Regions from separate parts of the Pan troglodytes genome. Here region 2 is linked to region 1. The links are chromatin contacts, called in public Hi-C maps. All regions are on one chromosome and are shown on one strand. The core of a region is the stretch at or near the end of the contact, and the rest is flanking DNA. Distances in the headings are between cores, read along the strand shown. Region 1 has its middle 49 kb from the start of BPGM. Region 2 holds the start of CYREN (cell cycle regulator of NHEJ).

Region 1 (7,741 bases), core at 2,977-5,476:
ATGTAATCCATCCCAACACTCATTCTGTAGAATACTCATTAGAGTTCTCCAGACCTAAGGCCGCTGGCCATAGGTTAGCTAGTCAGTATTTTTATCTCTGAGGATGCCTGCTAGGATCCTGGGATTGGATTGCAGGGAATGTTACTTGTAGCTGGAATTCCAGGTACTCTCCCAGGAGTCTTGGTATTTTATATCGTTTTTAAAATCTTTGTTTCTTTACATAGACACTGGGGGTCAGTATTTATTCATAAATGCCTCTGGATATTTATGACAAAAGATTGTTTCTAAAGAGGCTTGGAATTCCTTCCTTGGTGCGACTTCTTTCTCTGATTATTAACTATAGAGTTTACCCTATGTAACCATAAAATGTAAATATAAACATCATAGATGTCCATGGATTAGAATATGGGAAAGGGGCAGGCAGTTTTCCATCTAAAATACGAATGAATACCAAGTACTCGTTTGTTTCTAGACACTTGTTTGGCAATGTTGGTCCCACCAGTACACCCAGATGTCTAGCCAGCATCTTGACAATCACCCTTGACTTTTCTTCTTCTGATGGTTATGAAGTCCTACTGATTCTGTCACCTCTTACCTTGCAAATTCATCCCCTCTCCATCCCCACTGTTCTGCCTTGAGTTAAGCCCTCATCTTTTCTCTCTCAACATTTCAGCAGCCTTCTAGCTGATCCCCTTGCTTCCGCTTTTACTCTCCTCTAGTCCTCTCCAGACAGTCGTCAGGGTAATTCTCCAAGGCTCTGCCCCACAGAGCCTCGTGCAGACCTTCAGAGGTCCAGCACCCTTCCTAGGCTCTGCCTTTGCACCTGCTGTCCCCTTGGCCTTGAACTACCCTCCATCACCCACCCCACCTTGCCCTCTTTTCATTGCCTGCCTAATATCTGCTCATCTTTCAGGGTTCGTAACAGTCTCCTGTGGAGCCCTGTGATTGACTCTTGCTGGATCTGGCCTGTTCACTTGTCTGTTCGCTTCACTGGAAGGAGAACTGAATGGATTTAAGTCTGGGTGCCAGCCAAAGTCATGCAAACTTAAACTCCAGAATTCCCTAGAATTATCCACTTGGGGGGCCAAACTGCCCATTTTTTTAGATTTGTTCTTTAAAATATTTCTCACAGCTGGGTTTTTGTTTTCTTTTTTTCTTCCTTTTTTTTTTTTTCTTTTGGAGACAGAGTTTCACACTTGTCGCCCAGACTGGAGTGCAATGGCACGATGGCACGATCTCGGGTAACGGCAACCTCCACCTCCCAGGTTCAAGCGATTCTCCAGCCTCAGCCTCCCAAGTAACTGGAGTTACAGGCACGCACCATCATGCCCAGCTAATTTTTTGTATTTTTAGTAGAGACAGGGTTTCACCATGTTGGCCAGGCTGGTCTCGAACTCCTGACCTCAGGTGATCCACCCGCCTTGGCCTCCCAAAGTGCTGGGATTACAGGTGTAAACCACTGTGCCTGGACTAAAATATTTCTCCTGGCTGGCATTTGATCTGACCTGTCTGTTCTCTGCGGCTGTCTTCCTACCATGCCAATACATGGAAGCAGAGATGGAAATCCTACCACTGCTGGACAGGAAGGCAGGTGAGGCTAAGTATCCTGTCAGCACCGAGCCCTTCTTCATAGGCAGCTGCTATAATGGTACAGAAACAGGTTACTTATGGAGTTGCAACCTGTTTTTAACCTATAATTATAGAGTTAAATATAACCATATAAACATCTTGAAAATAAGTGGGAAAGATTCCCTAATGTTCCCATCCTAAGAACTATTTTATTTCTTTCTTTCTATATGCATGTTTCACTTAGACATATTCTTGATTTATATTCATATTTTATTCTTGTCTTTATCATAAGGATTTCTCCATGTTGTATAGACTTCAAACAATTTTATTCCATGGCTGAACACTGTTGCATCATTTGGATAGAACTTAAATGTCCAACAGAGAAAAAAAAATTAGGTGCTTTCAATGTTTTGCTGTACGTATTGTCTAAATATTTAAAAACTCAACCAAGCTAATAAACTGCTATATAAAATATGTTTTGTATATTTTTTATGCCTTGAAAAATATACCTTTATAACAAAAAGTATTTTAAAATATATAAAGCCATTTTATATGACTAAAAGCCACCACGCATCATCAAGGATGGTGATGACAGTCTTCTCTGAAAAGGTTTCATATATATTGAACTTTGAATGATTTTGTGTGTGTTTGCGTAAGTGTGTATGTGTACCTGTACATGCACTCCAGGCTGAAGAAGTAACAAGTGCAATAGTCCTGAGACAGAAGAGAGTGTTTAGGCAACAGATAATAGGTAAGGTCAGTGTAACCTGAACAACTTGAAGAAGGTGTTTAGGCAACAGACAACAGCTAAAGTCAGTGATGAAGGCTGAAGTGGTGTTGGATGGGATTGGGGAGGTAGGCAGAAGCCAAATGGAGCCATGGTAGGGTGGATGGAAGATAGGAAAGGTCTTCCAAGCCAAAGAGTAGCCCAGTAGCCCAAGCCCTCATTGCCACTGAAGAGCTTCTGCCATCTGAGCATGTAATCTCTCCAAGACATTTACGTTCTTGTGTAAACATAGATCATTGTGTAGCATAATCTCTATACGAATTGTAATTCCTATCATATTTAAAAAGAGAGTAACAAAGAGACTTCAATGTTTCTAAATGCACCCCTTCTGAAAGCATTTAAATCTTGATTTTAAATTTTATCTTTTAGCTACAATGAATAAGCTCCCCTGGGTCATTCTCTAATGGCAATTTAAGCCAGGTCTTGGATCTTATTTAATCCTCACAATAATATTCTGAGGTGAACATTTTTATTATATTCATCTTACAGATGAGCCTCACAAAACCTGAGTAGCAAGACACAGTCGCAAAGGTAGTATATAGCTGCAGCAAGATTCAAATCCAAGTTGACCTAACTCCAAAGCCCATGCTCTTGGCCACTGTCCCATACTGTTTTTAGTTTAATTTTTTTTGTTTTTTTTTTTTTTGAGACAGAGTCTCGCTCTGTCACCCAGGCTGGAGTATAGTGGCTTGATCTCAACTCACTGCAACCTCCACCTCCTGGGTTCAAGCTATTCTCCTGCCTCAGCCTCCTGAGTAGCTGGGATTACAGGCGTGTGCCACCACACCAGGCTAATTTTTTGTAATTTTAGTAGAGATGGGGTTTCACCGTGTTATCCAGTATGCTCTCGATCTCCTGACCTCGTGATCCACCTGCTTTGGCCTCCCAAAGTGCTGGGATTACAGGCGTGAGCCCACCGCGTGCCTGGCTGAAAAAAAATTTTTAATTAAAATACCCATCCAAAATTGGTCAAAGAATAAAGTGGTTCAATGAAGCTACAGTGAGCAAGTTTCATTTTCATTCTCTGAAAGAGTAACATGGTGCCACACCAGTTCAACAGGACACTGAGTGGAGCTAGAGAGCTTAGATTTTTTTTCCACACAAAATTTAAGTGTGTGTTTTGAAAGTGGGAGAAATAGGCGTTTGCTTTCCTTCTTTTCTTAAACTGTCTGCTTTGATATTTGGAGAATTCAGAGCTTGTATATTAAAGCCTAACTGAACTATATAAATACACACATAGGAAGAGGAGAACAAGACAGTTTATTTGCAGAAAATAAAACAAAGCAAAAAATTGTGTTTTCTTTAGCATGGAGTATTAAAAGCCACAGAGCTCCAGCCTTCGAAAGCTATCAGTGCCAGGGCCTTCCATTAAAAGCTGTAAAGACCAGTCTAGCTAATCTAAACAGAAAAGGAATTTGTTAAAGGATATTGGGTGGCTCACAGACTCTTTGGGAAAGCCAAGAGAGTTAAGCTTGGAAAGCCAGTCAGCTGAGAACAAGACTCAGTGAACATTGTGAGATGGTTCCAGCAAGGACTCAATGGCCCTGCCGCTGGGCACAGACACTGCCCTCCTGCTGGAACATCTGCTGCTGCTAGCCCACTTGGCAATGGTCAGAGCGATTGCAGAAGTGGCTACAAATCCCTGTCCTCCTCTGTCCATCCACGCTCCCTTACAGGGAACTTTGTCCTCCCAGCTGATTCTGGGCTCAGCTGCTGGGCCGACTTCTTTCCTTTTTTCTGCGTGTGAGTTCAAAGTCAATACCAGATGGATTGTGAGCACGGACAGGAATGCTTTCCTGCACTGAGAATACCTACTTCTCCTCAGTGCCAGGCCCTTGGCTCCCACAGCTGTGGCTGTGGCTGCACACACAGGGCCTTTGTGTAGTCTGAATACGCCAGTTCCCACAAACCTCCAGCTGCGATTCCCTTTTTACCAACCACTCCCATCTAAAGAGTTAAAGGACGAATCACATTGCAAGGGACAATGGGTGTACAGGCTTGCTGAGAGAGCTTGCTTCAAATCCATGAGATGAAGAGGCTCATGGGCAGTACGAGGCCATGGAGCCACTGCTGTTTTGGCAAAGAATGCTGGTCGTGACCACTTCCTTCTCTTTATTCTTCCTCAGAGTTCAACACTGGCCTTGCCCAAGTACCATGCTGAGACCTGGACCTCAGGAACTCCGACACACATGCCCTTTTCAGAAATTTGTAATTTCATCATTTCTTGACCAAATGACTCCAACCGCAGAAAGGCACAAATTTTCCATTGGGATTTATTCTGCCCTCCCCTTTGGTGGGTATACTTTTTCTCTCTTTCTTGCTTTTGAAACCCCACTCATTATGTGAAGTATAGGTTTTTCAAACTGATTTTAAAGTAAACTTGTTATTAAATATACACATCGTGTCTTTCTATCCTTCTAACTCCACTTTATAGATTTGAGAATTGAGACACAGAACAGTCTATGGCTCAGAAAAGCTAAATTCAATTTTTATTTGGCCTACGGGCCCTAATCTGGGCTTTGAAGTCTAAAGATCTAGAATTACCCACCCTCTTCCTACCCTCAGTCTGGTCAGACTCCGATGCATAAAGCCGGGAACCTCACTCCCCAAGCACGGGCAATCCAAGACTTCCCGTTTCTGGTTGCAATTGCAGGCTAGTAAATTTGGAGCACAGGATGGAACTGTTTCTAATACAGGCAAATAATTTGTAATAATTAAGAAGTATGAAGTTAATGAAAAGCAATTAACCCCATGGCAAGTTCGGCCATAAATTTTACTCCCAAAGTGAACACATGATGCAGGTATGAGCCTTGATTTCAGATAAAGAAGAGAACGCAGAGCTATTATTAAATACAAAGTAAAACAACATGAAAAATGCCAGAAGATATAAAGAATGCAAGTAGGAGCCTGGGGGCAGAGGGAGGGAAGAGCTAAAGAGAAGACGGGGGCGGGAGGCGGTGGGGTGGGGGGGTGCGGTGGTGGAGGATGAAGGGAAGGGGAGACTGTTCCAGGGAGCTATGCCAATCTGATGCGGTCTCCAGGCTGGCTGATGCTGAGTGGAAGGGACGACAGAGTTTCCTCCTCCCCCAGGAGACCTGAACCTGGACTTCTACAGGCACCGTTGAGCCCCCTCAGCCTCCCCACCCCACCCCTCACCCACCACAGGGAGGAGTCACATGGTGTTCCCCTTTTAAAGCAAGATTTAAAGAATTACTCCTCATTTCCTGGAACACTTGAGACCACAGGGGAGTTGGCAGAGGCAGAGGAAAATTAAGATTTTTGGTAGAATAGGAAAGGGGCCAAGGAGGAGGGTGCCATCATGGCCCTTGTGTCTTTCCCTACCAGGCAGAATCCTGGCAAGAGGCATGGAGGGGCTTATCAGGCAGTCTGTGGTTGAAAAACCAACAAAGGATGCTTCAAGTTCTACTCATAGGTCCCGATGACTAGGGAGGGATTTCTGCCTTTAAAAGATCAAAACAGGATTTGCTGTTAAGCCACCTGAGGTGCAGCTTGAATTAACACCTAATATGATCACAGGTCTTCCCCAACCACTGAGAAAAAGCATCTTCCCTTGTTTCTGTCATGGATGTTCGAAATTCCTTTAATAAAAAGTCTTTACTGAAATCATTAGAGATAAAATTTTAACAGCACATACCACTAAGGAACAGAGAATTCTGAAGACATTTACTCACAATGGAAAAGTAGTCAGTCAATGGAGGTTCCGGTAAACTTATTGGTGGCAGATTCCTCCTTGATTTGACAGTGAGAAAAGGGCTAAAGAGGAGGAGGGACTGTCTTTTTTAAGAAAGACCTGGAAAACTAAGTTATTGACTAGCTGATGGTGCCAAGGGCTGGCCTTTTTTATCTTCAGCTGGGGTAGAGGAGAGAGAACAGTCCACCTGCAAGCTGGGTGTGAAGGTATCTTGTCTTGTTGGGCTGTTGGAGATAAATAACCTTGTGTATGCTTTTGTGGACATTTTGGTGCTTTCTTTTGTAATGCTTTTTTTTTAAAAAAAAGAGTGTTACTGGAGCATCCTCTAGCATCGTTATTTGAGACGTATGTGTATAATGAGACACTTGGGAGCACGAGCGAATGAAGTGGAAGGGGACTGGGCACGAGGCGCTCAAGGTTTGGATTCTACCCCAGGCTCTGCTACCAACTGGCTGAATGACCTGCAGCCCATTACTTCATCTCTGAGACTTAATTCCCCAAAGCAGTGGCTCTAAATCAAGGTTTTCTTCTTTCTAAATCACAACACTGTCTTTGAAAGCAGAGCTGCCCCGTGGAAATGAAGGAGGGGCCCCAGGACTCTGCCATTCAGCTCCCCACATCCTCCCCCTGTGTATGTGGTGCCTCATCAGAACCCTGGGCTGATTTGAACTGCACTGGCTCAGATGATGACTAAACACCCCTCCAGGTCATCAAAGAGTAGCTGCAGTTGGAGGAGCATCACTGACCACTTTGGGAAGCTGGCAGTCCTGTTTCAGTATGCGGCACAGGTCCCATGAGCCTTATTCCGCGCTTGGGTTGCACGTGGCAGCCAGGGAGTTGATGGGCTTTAGGTTCCCCCAGGGCGTGGATAATTTCTTTCTTAGCTGCGTGAGCTGCTGAAGGCATGGAAGTTCTAGGAATTTTTATTAAGAATTCTTTGATTAAGAATAGCTTCTAATCATTACATCTTCTACTAACAATCACATAACTTCCTGACTTCCAGTTCAGGTCCTCCTTGCTAGCCTAGGCTGCCTCTTGTTCTTTTCTATCTCTGCCATCCCACTGGAGCCTGAGAATAAATATTGTTTGACACTCTATGTCACAGATGACTTAAATGGTCAGAATAAACATGTCTCCTGTATTCTCTAAGTGGAGGTATCACCCTTCCACCTCCTATTCCCATCAGATACAAGAGAGAACAAAGAGGAAACTGTGATCTTCTCCTATACCTGCTATTAAATTGCTGAGTAGCCTTGGAGATACTTATGTCGAGCAATTTTCAGTGCCCCTATGTCCCTTCTATTGGCAAAAAGCCTTTACTGAGCACCTACTCTTGGGGAAAGCAAATTATTAAGCACTAGATGGAATAAGAAGTGACATAAAAAAATGAGAAGTAATGAAACTGCTTCTTTAAGCCTCCATAAAAATTAGAGTCAGGTCCAAAGCCACACCACACACAGGAGGGAAGCCCTAGAGAGTCGTAAGCCTGGGAGTGGGGTGAGAAAATTGCATTTGAGCAAAATGGTCCTGCAAAAAATATATAGGGAATCAGAGAAGACGAAACTCAAAACAAGGCCAACCATCTGAGTGCTGTAGAATCAACACTAGGAGAGCTGAGGACCTGGTCCTGGCATTACATCTCTCCCCCAGGAGAGGCAGCACCGAGCAATGGG
Region 2 (7,546 bases), core at 100-2,599, 480 kb after region 1:
GCCTGGGCAGCATGGCCGAGATAAGAGCAAGGGAAGTGGCAGGAGGAAGAAGAGGTAGCCTACGGCAGAGGGCGTCTCTCTTACTGACGGTGACCAAGGGTCTAGCTTCTGCCCATGCAGAGTTTCTGGTCATGAGTAAGAGGCTTGTCTGACTTTACCTCAATCAGGATTCCCAGAGCAACATCGACTATCTCGGCCTCATTCATGCAGTACACAGTCCTTGTCGCAGGGAGTCTGAAAAAAAGACATGCAAGGCACAGATGACACAGACTCTCAAGTCTCATAAGGGCAAAGAGAACAGGAGAAGCAGGGCCTCTTCCCCCTGCCTTCCTACCACGCAGGAGGTACCAGCACCTCTGAGCTGAGGAGCTTTCTGACACGGACACAATTTCCTCAGCCTTGCAGCCCAGTGACTGGCACAGGGCTTCATGGAGGCAACACCGGGGTGCCTCCCACCCTCCACCAACTGCCCTACAAGGATCTGGAAGTAGGGAAGGATGGCCGCCTCTGAAACACACACGTGGATGCAAGAGGAAGGGAACCTCGGGCTGAGGCTGTACTGAGAGGAACCTGAAAGCAGGACCAGACTTAGGGAAAGACGGCAGCAGTCACAAGGGAAGGCTGTCAGTCAGGAAACCTTAGAGGAGGAGGAGCCAGAGAGGGAAACACCGAGTGCTGGGGCCCCGCCCACTTCACAGTGCAGCCTGGAGACTCACCACCCCCCCGCCACCCCCCCACCGGCAATTACCGTCATTCAACTAACTCACTCCCCAGCTCCTTAGCTCTCGCTGGCCCTGCAGCTGCTGCTCATCTGTCCATCCCTAAAAGTCTGTCCACAGGGGCAGGCACCACTCAGAACAGACCCTTCCACTGATCTTGCCCATCTGATGTTACCATGTTTGTTGTAAAGGAAGAGACTGGCATTCTGGACAACTGGCATCAGAGACTGGCTGACATGGAGAACCCACTCTGTGTGTGCTGAGGGCAGGGCACTCACCAGTGCAGAGGCAGAAGTGGGTGCCTGTCCTCGAGGGTTAACCCGCTTTGCCTCCCGCCCACAGCCCCTCCACCTTCTAAAAGCTCAAGAGATGATCAGACTGAAACACCCGCCCGTCTTGCTGTTCTGCCTAGGCTGGAAGACCTGGCCCAGGTCATGGAGGCCCCTGCTCCACGTGCCAGATTCGCAGGAGTCTTCTGACCAGAGCTGTCGCACCTTGCTGCTGCCACTGGCACTGCTGCCATTCTCATCCTCTTGGGGGCCTTCATTGGTGCCACATTCTTTGTAGCCACCTGGGCTGTCAGCCATGAGGGAAGGACCCTCGTTTTAGTCTCGGATTGTAAGGTTTCCATCTCTGTACCTTCTCACGAAGAAGAGTCAGGGCCCAAGCTTAATGACCTGTTTTTTAATTCAGGAAGGTAAATCTCATTCTCTCGTCACACCCGGAATTACAGGTCCATTTGTCCTCAGTGGGAGTTGATCTTTGATTCCTACAAAGAACAATAAAGTCCGGTGAATTCCAATACCTCCAGTCATCAGGCACAGTTACTGGTCGGTGCAGGGCAGACCAGAAGTGACCAAGGCCCAAGAGACTCAGACGGCCATTCACAGGCATCAGGCAGGTGTGATTGTGGGCAGGACAGCAGCTCAGGAGAGAGCCCTCTGACCTCCCCAAAGCTGGTGCCCCCTACAGGCAGCCAAAGCCAACCAGAGATACCTCCTGCAGCCTCTGTGCTGACTGACTCAGCACAGGAGGAACGGAAGGAGGCGGAGGCCCCTAATGTTCCTTCTCATTACCACCCCAAATGCCACTGTCCTCTGGATGCCCAGCCCATTCAATCCCTAAAATACCTCTTAATGGCCTCTCCCTCATCTGGCCAACTCGATTTCTCCACTCTTCTATGGTGGCTCAGTTACATGAAACTGAGGGCATTTTATTTCACAATAAAGTCTCATTGGCCAACACGCCACCCTTAAGCTAAAGATACTTCTGATTGGTCAAACTTGAAGCAGCAATAGGGGCCCGGAGGCATAACTGTGCCAGTCTGTAGATTCTGAAGCCCACGCCAGCCTCTGATCTAGTTTGGCCTCTCTTTTCCCTATCCCAATTGTTCTGCCTCCACTCAGCAGTCCTGGAGCTCAGTCCTCACCCAGAGAGATGGAGTTGTGACTCAGAGGGCCTAGGTCTCTACCTTCCACTTAGGAATCAAGCCAGAAGCTCCTGAAGCGGAGGTTTGCCCAAAAAAAAGAGTAGTCAGCGATAGTCCTCTCTGAATCATAATTTGATAATGTATTGCTCATCCAGATGGCTGTTTACAATTTAAGAAAAAATATTACCAGGCCCTCCTCCTAACCTGCCCGGCCATGGGGCACACCTTTGCCAATGCACCTTCATTTCTGTCAAAACTCAGTGATATTAGTGACTCCTACCCCCTAAGGCGCCTCTCAAGCGCAGTGCTGCAGTCTGTGCGGACAAATTTAGTTCACCCTGGGGTGCCTATTAAGTACATTTCGCAAACGAGGAACTGAGAGTTAACTTGCAGAAGATCACAGAAAAGTTTGAAATCAGCTGGTTGGATTCGCAGCCAGGTCCTGCAGACTCCAGACCCCGCGCCTCCCCGCCCTGCTTCTGGGCCCCAAGAGCAGGCCGCAGCAACTTCCAGAAGCCGGGTCTCTGGGGCACCGCGCTCGCGGACCGACCTCAGTCCCATCCCAGCCGCTCCCTGCCTGGGCAGAATGGGGGCCCCGAGGGAACGCGATGTGCTGCCAGTTCACAGCCCGCCCTCCCTCTGCGGGCCGGTACCCGCCGCTGGCGGCGCCGACCTGTGGGAGGCCCAGAGGGCCGGTGAGCGCGGAGCGGAAGAAGCGGGCGAAGCACCGCAGGGGCCTCGCTGACCCCGCCGCACGCCGGACAAGGCTGCAACGGCTCCTTCCGACCCGAACGGCCGCGCGCTCCTCTGGCCGGCTACTGGCTTCCCTGCTCTCAGGTTCCCGTCTCCGGCTCTCGTGCCCCTTCTTAGCTTCCAGAGCGGAGCCGGGAGGCAAATTCCAAGCGGTTGTGGGACCCACGCCTCACCCGGAACTTTAAGCCCTGCCGTCTCGCCTGGCGCCCAAACTCTGCGGACCTCCACTGGCCGCCCGCCTCTTCCGGCCCCGCGCGCTCCGGGGTCCCGCGCGCTCCCGGCCCCGGGACACTTCCGGTCTTGGGGAGCTCCCGGCCCCCTCGCAGTCCCGGCGCCCGGGACACTTCCGGCTCCCGGCAGCTGCCTCAGTCGGAGGTCCGCGGGCGCCCCATTCTGGCAGTGCTAACGCCCCCGGCTGGCATCCGGTTGGCTGCGCGCTGGGAACGCCAGCGAGGCAGCTCCACCGGCTTGAGGAGGGTGAAAGTGTCAATTCTCGGCCCCTGAAGTTAGTGGAAGGGAACGGGCATGGTTTGGAAAGGCCCGCCGGGAATTCCCTCAGAAACCAGGCGAAGCTCCCTGCTAGGCCAGGCCCCCCTCGTGTGCTTGAGGAGGATGGGAGCCCGGCCTCGGTTTGTTATCCTAATTAAGTGGAAAATTAAGAAAATAATAGAATAATAGCATAAGTACTAATAGTAAAATTATAGTAAGAGAAATAACAATAGCTAGAATGGAATGAATTGCTGTATTAACCAAGGCTAAAAAGAATTTCAGCCCTCCGAAAGTTAAAGCGAGGGAAGAGAGAGACCCTCTCATATTGTTTTATACTCAGTACCTGTTTTTTTTTTTTTTTTTAAAAAAAAAAAAAGGAAGTGAAATCAAAGACAGGCAGCCCAGCGCCAGGCCCAAAACTGGACCTGGGCCTGCCTGGCCTAAACCTAGTAGTTAAAAATCAACTCATGACTTAGAAACCGATGTTATTCATAGATTCCAGACATTCTATAGACAAACATTGTGAAACTCCCTGCCCTGTTCTGTTTCTCTCTGACCATCCGTGCATGCAGCCCCTGTCACGTACCCCTTGCTTGCTCAAATCAATCACGACCCTTTCATGTGAAATCTTTAGTGTTGTGAGCTCTTAAAAGCGACTGAAATCTTTAGTGTTGTGAGCTCTTAAAAGCGACAGAAATTGTGCACTCGGGGAGCTCGGATTTTAAGGCAGTAGCTTGCCAATGCTCCCAGCTGAATAAAGCCCTTCCTTCTACAGCTCCGTGTCTGAGAGGTTTTGTCTGTGGCTTGTCCTGCTACAGTCCTTGGTTCCCTGACCGGGAAGCGAGGTGACTGACGGACGGCTGAGGCAGCCCCTTAGGCGGCTTAAGCCCTGTGGAGCCATGTGGAGCGTCCCTGCAGAGGACTCCGGCCAGCCTGAGTGACGCGATCCAAAGAGCGCTCCCGGGTAGGAAATGGCCCCGGTGGAACGCCTTGCCAGAGCGGCGCATAGCAGGCTCCCGAGAAGGATTAACACTGGCTGAACACCGGGAAGGAACTGGCACTTGAAGTCCGGACATCTGAAGCTTGTCAAGACTAGTCTTTGGAACTTGCCCCACTCCACGTGAGTGGAAGCATGGCCTGATCACCCACGGTGTGCCTGTATTGACATCTTTGTTCTGGTTTTGACTTGGCTTGACTTGGTAAGACTAGTCTTTGGAACTTGCCCCACTCCACGTGAGTGGAAGCATGGCCTGATCACCCACGGTGTGCCTGTATTGGCACTTTTGTTCTGGTTTTGACTTGGCTTGACTTGGTAAGACTAGTCTTTGGAACTTGCCCCAGTCCATCTGAGTGGAAACGTGGCCTGATCACCCACAGCATGCCTGCATGGGCACTCTTGTTCTGGTTTTGACTTGACTTGAATTGCTGGATACTTTGGTTTTGGTTTTGACTTGGCTTGAATTTTTTGGTACTCAGATTTTGAATTTCGTGATTTTGGTTTGGTATAAATGGTAAAAGTGTGTGCCCTCTTTACCTGTTCTTTGTCTTGTGGTATGTGTGGTGTGAGCGTGGTATTTTGTCTGGAAAAAAAAAAAAAAAATGGGTCAGGTGCAAAGTAAGCCCACCCCACTGGGACCTATGTTAAAAAAATTTTTTTTCAAGAGAGAATTTAAAGGAGATTACGGTGTTAGTATGACACCAGGAAAACTTAGAACTTTGTGTGAAATAGACTGGCTAGCATTAGAGGTAGGTTGGCCACCAGAAGGAAGCCTGGACAGGTCCCTTGTTTCAAAGGTATGGCACAAGGTAACCTGTAAGCCAAAGCACCCAGACCGGTTTCCGTACATAGACAGTTAAACAGCTGGTTTTAGACCCCCTTTCCCCCACCACAGTAGTTAAGAGAACAGCAGCATAAGCGGCTGGCAGAGGCAAGGAAAGACCAGCAAAGAGAAAAAGAGGCCATCTGTACCAAGTCTAAGAGTTTAGACTAAACAAGTTCTTATTAATAGCAAAGGATAATTGAAATCTCAAACTTACAAGGTTTTCAACAAAAGTGAAGTTTGCTAAAAGTTAACAGTGTAACATGTATTATGGTAACTTCTAATCTTGTGGCCTTAGACAGTCTAGTCCAAAGACATAAAGAAAGTTCGCTTTTTTATAAAGGAAAGAAAAGGGGGGAGGCAGAATTTATATTTAAAAAAAGTTATATGGTAAATTCTTGTCCTGAAATAAATTAACTGGTTGTTTAAAGAAAAAAAGTTTGTTAATAAGTCAAAAAATTGAGACATGTTAAAAAATTGTCTGCGAAAGTCGTAAGAGAAAAAAGTTATAAAAAAAATTTTTATGCAAAAAATGTTGTATAATTTAAAAGTAATGAGGCCTCCTGAGTACTATTTTTAAAAAAAACCAGTTCATGTGCAAGATGTATAAGAAAAGTAAAATATACCTTTGGTAAAAAAAAAAAATTATAAAGGGGCATAAAAATGTGGATTTTTACCTACATTAAAAGGTTAAAAAAATTATTGTTTTAAAAGTTTAAGCAAGTTTTAAAACGTTAATTATAAAAAAAATTCTGTGTGTAAACATATTAGCTAAGGTTAAAAAGGTATCATCCAGTTTTTCTTTGAACTGGACATTAAAGTAAAAATGCAACAGGTTTTTCTTAAAGCATCAACCTGCTCTTTAACAAAAATTATAAAAGGTTAAAAAGAGTCTATAAAATCTTACATTATGGTCAAACATAAAAAATTGGATAAATATGTCTACAAGGTTTTATTAAAATTAAGTTTAACATTAATAACACACTAATATAAAGGTAAAATTTAGCTTATCTGGTATAAAAGTCATACAGGAAGCATTATTAAATATAAAATAGTGTTTACTTTCTTTTGTCTAAAAACTAATAAAAATTGGTGCTAAAGGAAGCATTCATTTTACTAGAGGATCATAAAAGTTAAAGACTTAAAACAAACTTTGGCAATTAAGACAGCATACCAAGATGCAAATGCCTGGTTGAAATGGATCAAATATTCCATCTGCAGGTTAAACAAAAGCAATTAGCATGCTTGTGCACATGGCAGGCCAGAGGCCCTGACTGTCCCCCTTCCACTAAGGTGGTCCTCCAGTTGGCCAGGCATGGGCTGCATGGTAGCTCTTTTCCAGGATTCTATAGCCTGGAGTAATAAGTCATGCCAAGCTCTCTCTACTATATCCCAAAGTCCCTGCAGGTCAGCCCCCGAGGGCCATCCAGCTTCCATCTCCCAACACTAAGTTCACTGCGTGTCTCTCATGGCAGGGAGGAGACTTAGCATTCCTTGGAGACCTGAAGGGATGCAGTGAGCTTAAGAATTTTCAAGAGCTTATCAATCAGTCAGCCCTTGTTCATCCCCAAGCGGATGTGTGGTGGTATTATGGTAGACCTTTATAGGGCACTCTGCCGAGTAACTAGAGTGGCACTTGTGCTTTAGTCCATTTGGCTATCCCTTTCACCCTGACATTTCATCAACAAGAGGAAAAAATAAGAAGAAGAAGAAGACATCATAAAGCGAGAAAAGCCCCTTATAGGTCTTTCAACTCTCACATCTATTTAGATGCAATTGAAGCCCTGCAAGGAGTCCCAGATCAATTTAAAGCTTGAAATCAAATAGTTACAGGATTTAAGTCAATATTTTGGTAGATGACAGTCAATAAAAATGTAGATTAGATAAACTACATCTATTACAACCAACAGCAGCGAGCTTTTCATGAGTTAAAAAGAAAAACTCATGTCGGCCCCAGCCCTGAGGCTACCTGACCTGACAAAACTCTTTACGCTCTATGTGTCAGAAAGAAAAAAAATGGCAGTTAGAGTTTTAACCCAGACTGTAAGGCCCTGGCCAAGGCCAGTGGCCTATCTCTCAAAACAACTAGATGGGGTTTCCAAAGGCTGGCCCCCATGTCCAAGGGCCTTGGTAGCAACGGCCCTGTCACAAGAAGCAGATAAGCTAACTCTTACACAAAACCTAAACATAAACTTCCCCCATGCTGTGGTGATTTTAAGAAATACCAAAGGACACCATGCTAGATGAATGCTAGACTAACTAGATGCCAAAGCTAGCTCTGTGAAAATCCCCACATAACCATTGATGTTTGCACACCCTAAACCCTGCCACCTTCC

Evidence for each region. A called contact is a pair of places that touch in the nucleus more often than the background predicts.
Region 2: a Hi-C map of stem cell-derived neural progenitor cells shows a contact between it and region 1, with 4 times the contacts expected there. The contact joins the promoter of CYREN here to the enhancer-like site in region 1. A contact is called at or near these places in 1 of 7 Hi-C or Micro-C datasets (stem cell-derived neural progenitor cells) and 1 of 1 other capture datasets (stem cell-derived neural stem cells).

Annotation. Positions count from the first base shown.
Region 1 is chr6:150,054,790-150,062,530 of NHGRI_mPanTro3-v2.0_pri, forward strand. No RefSeq gene overlaps it. Among named protein-coding and RNA genes, the nearest start is that of BPGM, 49 kb to the left of the region's middle. Within about 2 kb of position 4,227, at least 10 of the 24 cell types and tissues checked have an H3K27ac peak or open chromatin away from gene starts, as enhancers often do. A contact at or near this core is called in stem cell-derived neural progenitor cells and stem cell-derived neural stem cells, where this site is marked.
Region 2 is chr6:150,535,749-150,543,294 of NHGRI_mPanTro3-v2.0_pri, forward strand. CYREN (cell cycle regulator of NHEJ) reads right to left here and starts at 1,350. Exons shown (of 4, transcript XR_010159008.1): 1 at 1,177-1,350; 2 at 159-234. It overlaps TMEM140 (transmembrane protein 140), which reads left to right. Exons shown (of 2, transcript XM_063815614.1): 2 at 1-1,975.